3 separate regions of the Zea mays genome follow, and regions 2 and 3 are each linked to region 1. A link is a contact called in public Hi-C data. All regions are on one chromosome and are shown on one strand. Each heading gives the region's core, a stretch centred on a gene start, on an enhancer-like site or on the middle of the called end of the contact. The rest is flanking DNA. Distances are from core to core; before and after follow the strand shown.

Region 1 (3,851 bases), core at 1,035-3,534:
GTCCGTGTGGTTCATGCACTTGGCCCCGAAAACCTGCCTGCGTCACCGGCATGACGTAGGGAGGAAAAAGGAAACCCATTGCCAGTCGTGTCGTTGAATAAAAGGTTGTACTAGTAGGAGTGCACGCTTTTGCATTTCATGAGGCTTCTGACGTTTCGACAGCTTCGTCTGAACTGGAGCGCTGGAGGCTGTGGTGGAGGGTGTGACAGCTAGGGGTGAAAACGGGACGGATACGGACGGATACTAGGTCATCTCATATCCTACCCTAATACAATTTTCTCGGATACAGGATCGGATACGGATAGTTAAAATCCGGGACGGATACAGGACGGGATCGGGTAATAAATAGGGCGGGTAAGAAACGGATATCGGATATTACCCGGATAGATAACGGATATTAGTCGGATAGTCTGTCCTGATGAAAAAGCCAAATATTGACAAAATGGACACATACAATTCAAGTTACTAACCACAAGTTCATTATAGAACTAAAAACACAATTTCAAAAAAAAAATCAGCAGCATATCCCCTCTTTTAGGCATACTCCACAAGTCCACAAGTATATAACAAATAGTAGATATTTCACACAGGTTCATTATAGAAGAAACAACACAATTTTAAAAGTAAATCAGCAGCATACCCCGTCTTTTATGTATAATCCACAAGTTCACAATTCCACAAATATATAATAGATAGTGGATATTTCACACAAGTTCGCCGCAACATTAAAAGAGATACACAACATGCTACATAGTTTATTACAAAAGCGCAAACAACATAGCGAAGGATCTCTTTACGAACAGTGATACGAGACTTGAAAGGAAAGGATGGCCGTAGTGATTTGATAAATTTCATAAAATACTTGTGTTCGGCAACAATGAATGGATATTCATGCATGATGATGGCATAATATAGAAGTCTCACACTGGCTTTCTCATCATATTTATATGTCGCTATGTCATTCCCACTCTGACTTAGCTGTTGTTGACCCTTCACAAGACAATGTTTCAATTTTAAGTGGTTACTAAAAGCCTTTGTACCATTTGAAGCATCAGCCTTAGCTTTATGTGAACATCGAAGACATTTTGCCCACTTTTGCTTAACACTGGAACCATCAGGTTGCTCAACATCTATTTCATACCTTGTGAAATGTTGCCAGACCCATGAAGTGAGTCTTTTCCCAATCTGGCCATCTACTTGTTTTTCATCGTCGCCGACACTTGCTTGGGCACTTGCTGGTATGCTTGCACTTGCACTTGCCCTTACACTTGAACTTGCACTTGCGTTTGCACTAGCGGTAGCACTTGCAATTGCAGGTTGCACAACTACAACAAAAAACATTTTTTATTGCAAATTGAAACTTGCAGCCTATGAAAAGAAAATGCACAAAGTCATTACCTTCAGCTGATTTTTGCATTAAAACCATAAGTTCATTCTTGCTTGATGTGACCTTGAATGCAGATGCCATTAGCTTGCTGCTAGTAGGGGTACCGATTGGCTTCTTGGTTTTCATCTTGGAGATACTCATTGGCATTGGACCTTTATCCTTGTTCATAGCGGGAATTGTCACTGTTGGTACTAGTTTCCGTTGTTTCACAACACGATGGTCATTCACATACATGTACTTCTTCTTTCTCAGACCAACTTGCTGTTGGACGATGGCATTCTCACCACTAGCAATAGGGGCATCATCAGCATGGTCCTCTACTATCTGATCATTGTTACTGGCATTAGCATCACCCTCAAATGGATATTCCATTTCATCATCATTTAAACCATCCTCCATCTCAGTGATGTGATTTACATCCATGGTGCTGCCAATTCCTAAATAAAATAAGATATTCTCAGTGACATGAAAACTGATTTACATCCTCCATCTCAGTGACATGAACACCTGACTAAACAGAATAAGAGATGCTCGGACAGTGAATGTTGATGCTGACCTTTCTAGTGGCTGATTTGGGGAAGCTCTGAAGCTGATAGTCGCCACTCGCCGGAACAACTGGGACTACGAACACTGGAACAGGTGCAGTAAACCTGAGTGTCGGATGGAAACAGGCGAACTGCCATGAGCGGGGTGGAGACTCACCTGTAGAAGGGCCGAGCGGCGTACCGGCGCGGCGGCGTACTGGCGCTTCCCTGTGGCGACGACGGCTTTGGCAGAATGGCAGTCCAGTCGTCCGGGCCTCCGGCTGGCCGCTGGTGCCTGGCGGCTAGGGCTAGCTACGGCCGTGCGGGTGCGGCGTCTGCGTCTGTCTCCGTGAGTCCGTGGACCGTGGTCGCGTGGTGACTGGTGGACGTCTGGTCGTCCAAACAAATGGCCGGATGGACTGGGGCTGCCGACTGGGCCTGTTTGCACGTAGCATGTTCATGAAACAAGCATGGGCTTGACATTCCACGCACAGGCACTAGAAAATTGAAACGAGCATGCATGAGCCGAGAGCCCGAGACGTTCCACAACGAGCATGCATGAGCCGAGAGCCCGAGACGTTCCACGTACAGGCACAATGCATGCAGGAACTGAAGCGGGTACCCGCTAACCGGGTACCCGTATCCTACCCGTACTTCTCGGGTATTTGCCGGGTAGTGGTCATCATGTATCCTACCCGTATCCGACTGATGCATATCCGGGTAGTATCCGTATCCGACCCGTATACAAAATTACCCGTATCCGGTACCCGAAAAACAGGGTATTTTAAGTACCCGTATCCGGTACCCGCCGGGTAATCCTGTCCCGTTTTCACCCTAGTGACAGCAAGGCTGGCACTTGGTTTAGCTGAGTAGCAGCCAGCCACGCCTTGATTCAAGCTAGAAGGCGAGTTAGAGCGACTAACGTTTCTCCAATAATTCTCTAAATAGACTTGCTAAATTTAGTTATTTGCTATCCAACAACTTCTCAAACGTAGTTGGCATTGATTTCTTCGCACCGTATGCTCGTTCTTTCTTATGCAGCTATGTAGCTAGGTCGGACCGTAGCGAGACAGTCGGGTCCGACACGTGTGGCATAAATTTTTGGTCCACCGCTCCTCCACAGGTTGCGCCAACCGGTCTACTCCACCCTCGATGTCTTCTACCCTCAACCCCTCCATCTGCTAGGTCCGACGGGAGTAACCCTGCTCCTCGGCCCCACGACTATGCCACCAAGGCAGCTCTGGCGTCGCCAGACGACTAAGCATTCTCCTTCGCCGTTGAACTTCTTGACACTCGACCCTGCCGTCAAGCTAGCTATGCCGCCCTGCCAGGTCCGATGCGCAGGCTCAAGGTTCACCTCCTTCTACGTTATTGGATATAGTAGATAGATACAAGGCACTAACATGATTACTAGCTTCTAGGAGACATTGTATGTAATTGTTGCAGTCTATCGGCGCTCACGCCGCCGCTACAGAGAAGTAGGCTATCAGGGAGACAAAATCTTGATCGAACTCCAGAAAAAAGAAAATGAACCTACCAAAACTAGATTCAAAACTGAACTACTTCCCAAATATTAAAAACTTTTGGAGACCAAGTTATTTTTTACTCTCTATAGCTATTTTTTACTCTCTATAGCTATTTAGCGACTTGCTAAACCTGAGTTTAAGGACCTTTTTTAGAGATCTATTAGAGTTGTTCTTAGGGGCTATTTGACACAGCTCAGTTTCATAAAAACCAATTCAACTTTATTAACTTCAGAGTTGAGCAACTCTACTTCAAAGCTACAAGTTTAGGAAAGTGTTTGACTTGTAGACTAGCTTCTAGGAGTGAAAACGGGTCGGGTATACCCGTCGGGTACCAGATATGGATAGTGTAAATACCTGTTTTTCGGATATGGATTCGGGTATTTTTATATTCGAGACAGATACAGGTAATACCCG
Region 2 (3,710 bases), core at 354-2,853, 290 kb after region 1:
AAGTATTAATAGTGCTTTCAGAATAAGCAGCTAGGCTAGAACATAACGGATATTATTTGTACGAGACCATAATATCATAACTCATAACTGTAAGGGGGTGTTTGGTAACACAGGTTTTCAAAACCAAAATATTTCAAATACCACGGTATACAAATGATATGACATAAGCTTAATTTACAATTACATGGTATTATAAAATACTGAGTATTGTTCCAATACTGTAGAAAACTGTGTTCCTAAACACACCATAAACCACTTTAAATGAAACAATCACTGCACACAAAAATTATCCAAAATATAATATATTCTACAAATTAGTAAGTTTAGCCGTTTCAACCTTATAATAGAACATTTATCAATTCTTAGAAGCACAACGATGACTAGTAGTACAAATTTCATACCACCTACTATAGTTCCGAAATTTTAAAAAAATTGATAAATCCAAGAGTTGGCTAAGAGCCTAAAAAGTACTGGGCGCATATTCGATGGGTCGCTTATGAAGTTTTTAAAATCTAGGTACTATTATCTAACCACATAAACTAGTTTTACATTTTATTTGTCTTCATTAAACCCCTATTCTACAGCTTATTCTTTTCGTATCCCTACCTTTAGGTCCTGTTTGAAAGTAACAGTTTTTACGAATCCAGTTTTTATCTTTAGTTTTTAGAAACTGATTTATGTGAAAAAAATGGTTTATGGTGTTTGAAACCACTTCAGTTTTAATAATTTGGTTTTAGCTAGGGAGAGGCGAGCTTCTATAAACTACGATAAATACTATTATGTTTGTAATAATATCAATTTTTATAAAACATGTTTCTTAAAAAGTAGTGCTTCCAAAGAATGCACTTAAACGCGCTCGCTTATATTTTCACACGCTGTTAGCCCCTATTTTCACAAGTGCGAAGATTAGATGTTAAGTAAGACAGGAAGTTATTGGAGACCAGTTTCTTCTGTAATTTTGCTAAAAAAATTCAGATCGGGAGTGAGTTTTCGAACTCTCGGAGATACCAAGAAGGATATTTTATACAATCGATTGAATACATTTGAAAAGCTAAGTGCTACTTTCAAGCTAATGATAATACTAAAAAATGGAAACAAACTCGGGAGATGGAGAGGCAAAGGACTAGACCATACCTTTTCACAAGATAGAGCAGCATCTCACTGTCGCAGAATTCCCAAAAGGCTTCGCACTGCCCCGCGCTACGATCTAGCGCGACACGCGCCATCGAGCGCCTGGCGGGGTAAAAAGCCGAAATCATGTCGATGCGGCGCCACAGCAGAGCCTCGCCGACGGCTACGCGTCGCCACGTCGTGCACACGAACTCCGCGCCCAGCATGATCTCGCGGGGCCCAAGCTTGAGGAAGACGGTTATCAGGATGTCCTGAGGCAGCGCCGTCCAGTCCCTCGGCTCACTGGGCGCTGGTGAATGCGAGGGAGGTTCTGCTCTGTGGCGACCACCGTGGCGGCGGGAGGAGGACGGCATAGCTACGGCCTGTGAAACATTAGCCATAGCCGTGAGCGGGTCTGTGGTGTCTGGTGTGGAGTATGATTTCGCTGCCGCCTGCATTTTATTGACGCTTGAGCTGCGATTGCGAGTGCGATGCACAGGTGCAGGTGCTGGTGCAGAAGACGAATGGTCGCCGAGGTGGAATTTAAGGCTGAGGTGACCGATGCGTCTATAATTTAAATTTCACTTAATTAATGCATAACAGTATGTTACGCGTTTCGATAACATTAACCTAACATTATTCCGGTCCAACTGCGAATGGCGTAACTGTTTTGTTCACAAGCTAGAATCGAGGAGGCGCAATATCCCCATGCCAACGCTGCCTCGTTCTTCTCGTTAGCGCCATCTAGCTGGAAGATTTGTCTCCTGAGAAAAATAGTTGACGCGGTGTATGCTCGCGACGACCTCGGCACTGCCTCGCGCGGGTGCGGAAAGCCTCGGCTACGGCGGGCCCCAGCCACGGTGTGCCCTGGCCAAGCGAGTGACCCCGGCCTCGGCCACGGATCGGCATAGGCGAGCGTGCACACGAGCGAGCGGGCAGGCGCGGCGTGGGCGGCCAGCCCTGGCCACGCGCGGGCGGCCGAGCCCCCGGCGTGGGCGAACGTGCTCCGGCCACGGCAGCCGCACCCCGGCGCAGGCAGATAGGAGCGACCGACCATGCTAGGCGGCGACACCCCCTAATCGTAGGAGCGATCGACCTGTTCCTTTTTGTGCCGTGGACCAAGTCGAACACCATGGGCCATTTTGGCCAGATTGGGCCACATGCTCCTTTTCATTTTTTTCTAATTTTATTTTCTGCATTTTCAGTCAGAATATCTCGATGTTAGTTCAAACTACTGTCTTAATCAGTGTTAGTGTGTCTAAATTTGAATATTTAGACTGCTGGCTGACGATATATGTTATTTCACATATTTTCGACTTATTTTTGTTCTTACATTCTTTTATGTTTGCATGGAAAACATAGCACATAATTAAGTTGAAACTTAATGGTCCTCATGCAAAATAAGGTTGCATTTTTGGGCAAAACATAGAGTGATGGAGTCCTAAGCACTAGCTGCGCTAAATTCTTTATAGAGTTTAGTAGCCCAGAGACCGTGCTTTAGGCCGCATTTGAAATGCTTATCACTAAAAGGTCTACATCTTTCGAGATGATTACCTATATGTGCTAACCCGAAAAAATCACGGACCATGCAGGCGTCGTGGGCTATGTGAGCCACATAGGATGTTGCGGTCACACTGACAACTCAAAAGTTCTTGAATATGGTGCATTTCTTCAACTTGGGATTGTTAAACACATGATGGAGATCTAGGCTTTGCCTCCAATAAGTTCTTGGAATTTATTTGCCCTGAGACCAAGCTTTTAGACAGCAAAAAAGTTATTTGACCATCAATAAGAGGTCTACATCATATGATCATGATGATTACCTATGTGTCCTCCCAAGTAAATATGTATGAGATGTGTTTTTGGTTATTCACCTTTATGGTGATTACCATTTTTTGAAATTTTGGTCAAGCACAGGGTAGTGGAGACCTAAGCATTGGTTGCGGTATGTTCCTTGAATATATTAGCCTTGAGACCATGATTTTAGGTAGCAAAATTTTGCCCACTACTGGGAGATCTACTCCATTGTGTATCATTACATGGAGATTATCTACGTTGTGTTCACCAATTCTCAAAAAAATCCTTTTGGTACACTGTATGTGATACCTGGAATTCTCCAACATATGAAGATATGATATATTTTGTGGCAATGTTGCAACATCACACGAAAATGGTTGTGCCATTTCAAGGATAATTCCTTATAGAGTTTGATGAACTCGCCTAATGGGCTTAATTATCCTCAATGTTCATTAGATATGTTCATTGGATATCAATATCATTTTTGCATAATATGGGGATACACCTCTTTACTTGGAGGAAGTGTGATGCTATCTTTATCTTGTGATTCTTATGAAAAGAACTTATGTGCTATTGCAGCTTGATGTGCTAGCGCAAAATGAATAGCAAAGGAAATCATAAGACATGTGGCCTTATGAGTATGTGTCTACATTATGTTGTAGACTAAAACTTTGTATTCATATATTTTGCTTGAAGTTGAATTGTTGCATACTATCAGCGTTATAATCCATTTATTCCAAACACATAATGAATAATATGATGAACTTCTTTTGAAGGCTCATCATTAATGCCAAATGCTTTTG
Region 3 (3,314 bases), core at 809-3,308, 470 kb after region 1:
TAGTGCATAAAATGGTCTCAAATGTTTAATCCATAAATTGGCTCGTTATGTTTTTGTCCAATGGCAATTGCGGGTAATTTCGATCAAACTTTAAGGAAAGGTCCATATTTGGTTGGTTGAGGAGCTGTTTTAAGGGAGGGTGGAGCAGGTTTTTTTAGATCCCACCTTTCTTCACAAAAACGACTCCCGATCTTTCGGCTCCACACGAGAATCAGTTTAAAAAAATACCCGTTTGACACGGCTTCTCCAGATCCTCGCTTAGAATCAGGAGCTGGAGCTGTGCTAAACGGGCCCTTAATATCTGCTCAGAGCTGGTACAAAAAGATCTACATGTCCTAGGCACGTCATGAAAAAAATATATGCATATCTAGAGTTCTGCAAGAATATAAAGCAACCAACAGAAAAACCGTTCATTTGTCTTAAATTCTAGCGGGGCTGGTAAGTGTAATACTTTAATGTTTAATCCAATGATCTGAGCACGGATATATATATATATATATATATATATATATATATATATATATATATATATATATATATATATATATATATATATATATATATATATATATATATATAGCGTATTCAAGCGTTATAGTAAACTACGGCCACACAGTATGCCTAAGAAAAAAATAGTTCTTAATCATAAAATGCCTGCATAAACAATTATAGTAAATTCAAATAGTCTTTTACGGTTTCTAATAAAACGAGACCCATTAATTAAAAGATAAAAATAATAATATATAGAATTAATTGAAACCAAATTCTTAGAGAAGGAACTTCTAGAATCAAGGATCTATAATAAAGTAAAATTAAGTGTAGAAATCAATGGCTATATTGCAATAGAATAAAAAAAACCTTTTGTTTCGATTTTCTTTCTTATAACAAACACACGGTACTAGCTTAACTACTCAAAGTTAATTTGAGGAAAAACATATAAAGGACTACAAATATATATTATTATATTTATTATTGAATATATATTTATGATATAACTATGTTGAGTCATAAATATTAACAATACATTTTCACAAGTTTAGTAGAACTACATGTTCTAATGATTTAGGGCCACTTGGTAGGGTTTTTTTGGAGCAGATTTGTTCACGAAGTTTTTTTTAAAGTTGCCATGATTTTATTCTTTTTTTCGGCGTATGGGATCCAAGGTGACAGTGAGATACAAAGAGATGTAGAGTTATATCAAATAATTTAGCGAGTCTTAGATCTATGGCAGAGCTGCTTCACGGTGCATCTAGATAAATATAGGATCCAGGTTCACTTCTTCTACCCGTGGAGCTCTATCAAACAAGCATTCAATATAGCTCTCACAGATTCAGATCATGAGTATGTATGTTCATTTATATTTGGAAGTGAGAGTTAAAGAAAAAATTGCTCCTCGCTCCTCTCTATCCAAAGGCAACATATTCAGTGTTCACGTGCATATTTTAAATCTAAGACATTTATCTCACATTGTGTATATGACATCCTGCCATTTGAACATAAATAGGTTCCCCTGTTCAAAACCCTCTAGCAACCTATCATCCCAAACGAAGATCTTGAGCCTACCTATCTTTTGAATTTGTTCTCCTCTAAAACCACACCGTTTTCACACACAACTTGACCCATCTAACCACGGCGCGAGCTCCACACAGCTCTGTCCCTCAGCCGCCGTAGACCGACGCCCTGGTTGCTGTCCGCTCATGGCAGCCAAGCATGTAAAACCTTGCGGCGGCCAATCATTGGTAGCCAAGGGCAAATCAGTACCCGTCCGGCAGTCCAACCGCCGTCGCGCTCACCCACCCGCTGCCCCGCGTTCCGTCGCGTAGCCCGCAGCTCGTTTCGTCCGTCCGCTCTCGGGCCCGCCCCTCCACCAACGGGCCCCACCTCCCAAAGCGACAGCCACTGCGGCAGCCGGCGGGCCAACACGGGACCCACGGCGCGTATCGCTGCGGCCACTCAGCGGACGCCACGCCGGACGCCATCACGTGCGCGCGCCGCGCGGGCTTATAAATATTCGCGGCCCCGTGGGATGTCAGTGACTCAGTGGCACGGGCGCGGACACTGCCGCTCGCGATATTTGCGAGAGAGAGAGAGAGAGGGCCCGAGAGCCGAGGACGAGTGAAGTCTGGCTGGCGTGATGCTGCTTCGGAGCGCGTCCTCGCCGCTGCTCAACTGCGGGCGCGCGCCGGCTGCGGCGGCGTCGGTCGAGCACCTCGCGGTGGTTTCGCCGTTGTTGTCACCGGCAGTGGCGGCGCCTAGGCATGGGCCGGTGCTGTGCCGCGCCATGTCCGAGGGGGACCTCGCCGCGCCGCTCGTGCCCAAGAAGGACGATGGACACGGGAGGGCGCCGAGGCTGTCCCTGTCCGCGTCCTTGTCCTCGTCCGCCTCCATCTTCGTCGAGGAGGAGGACGGCGAGGGCGAGGAGGAGGAGGACCTGGTCGCGGTCGCGGGGGCCGGCGTGGACGTGCCGCTGCCGCTGCGTCGGCTGCTGACGAACACGGGGCTGGACGTGTCCGCCGCCGCGGCGCTGGCGTTCGTGGAGCAGGGCGTCGGGGGCAGCGGCGGGGGCGGGAAGGCGTGCGGCAGCAGCGGCGGCAAGGGTGGGATCGGGGACGGCGACGGTGGCAGCAACCGCGCCGCCACGGACGCCCACTACCGGCAGATGATCGAGGCGGACCCGGGCAACTCGCTGCTCCTGGTCAACTACGCCAGGTTCCTCAAGGAGGTGGCCGGGGACGCGGCAAGGGCGCAGGAGTACTGCGAGCGCGCCATCCTCGCCAGCCCCGGCGACGCCGAGGCGCTGTCGCTCTACGCGGGCCTCGTTTGGGAGACCAGCCGCGACGCTGGCCGCGCCGAGGACTACTACAGCCGCGCCGTCCAGGCCGCGCCCGACGACTGGTCAGTGACATCACCGTGATTCTTGTTACACGCCGATATACACATATACTGTCTATTCAGATCGCGCTGACAACAGTGATCTTGCTTCCGCTTCAGCTACGTCCTGGGCTCTTACGCCGGGTTCCTGTGGGACGCCGAGGAAGACGAGGAAGAGAACTCCGAGCCCTTGCCACCGCCTTCGCTGTTCCAGGGGGCAGCTCAGCGTCCTTCCATCACAGCGGCCTCTTAGATGATCGTGAACTCGATCTAGATCTCACCACCGCCTGTGAACGAAGCTGAATCTGGAACCCTGGAGAGTGGAGAGTGACTGGGTGATAACCGTGCAGAAACCCCCGACGAGTGACTCACATCGCCGGCAGGCTCCTCGCCGCTTGTGAACTGAATCACGGCACATGTAAAACTGAATCTGGCAGAGCACA

The links. Hi-C and Micro-C count contacts between places; a contact is called where the count stands out from the background.
Region 2: a Hi-C map of ear shows a contact between it and region 1, with 4 times the contacts expected there. The contact joins the promoter of LOC103638699 here to the promoter of LOC103638693 in region 1. A contact is called at or near these places in 2 of 25 Hi-C or Micro-C datasets (ear and tassel).
Region 3: a contact with region 1 is called in a Hi-C map of tassel, with 2.2 times the contacts expected there. The contact joins the promoter of LOC100383344 here to the promoter of LOC103638693 in region 1. A contact is called at or near these places in 4 of 25 Hi-C or Micro-C datasets (bundle sheath, ear, leaf and 1 more).

The regions. Positions count from the first base shown.
Region 1 is chr9:95,697,515-95,701,365 of Zm-B73-REFERENCE-NAM-5.0, forward strand. It overlaps LOC103638693, which reads right to left and starts at 2,285. Exons shown (of 4, transcript XM_008661534.3): 1 at 2,090-2,285; 2 at 1,944-2,017; 3 at 1,399-1,824; 4 at 579-1,325. The coding sequence starts at 1,810. The coding sequence ends at 649.
Region 2 is chr9:95,987,456-95,991,165 of Zm-B73-REFERENCE-NAM-5.0, forward strand. LOC103638699 (putative F-box/LRR-repeat protein 22) reads right to left here and starts at 1,604. Exons shown (of 2, transcript XM_020544168.1): 1 at 1,135-1,604. The coding sequence starts at 1,568.
Region 3 is chr9:96,166,059-96,169,372 of Zm-B73-REFERENCE-NAM-5.0, forward strand. It overlaps LOC100383344, which reads left to right and starts at 2,059. Exons shown (of 2, transcript NM_001176000.1): 1 at 2,059-2,895; 2 at 2,992-3,314. The coding sequence starts at 2,135. The coding sequence ends at 3,124.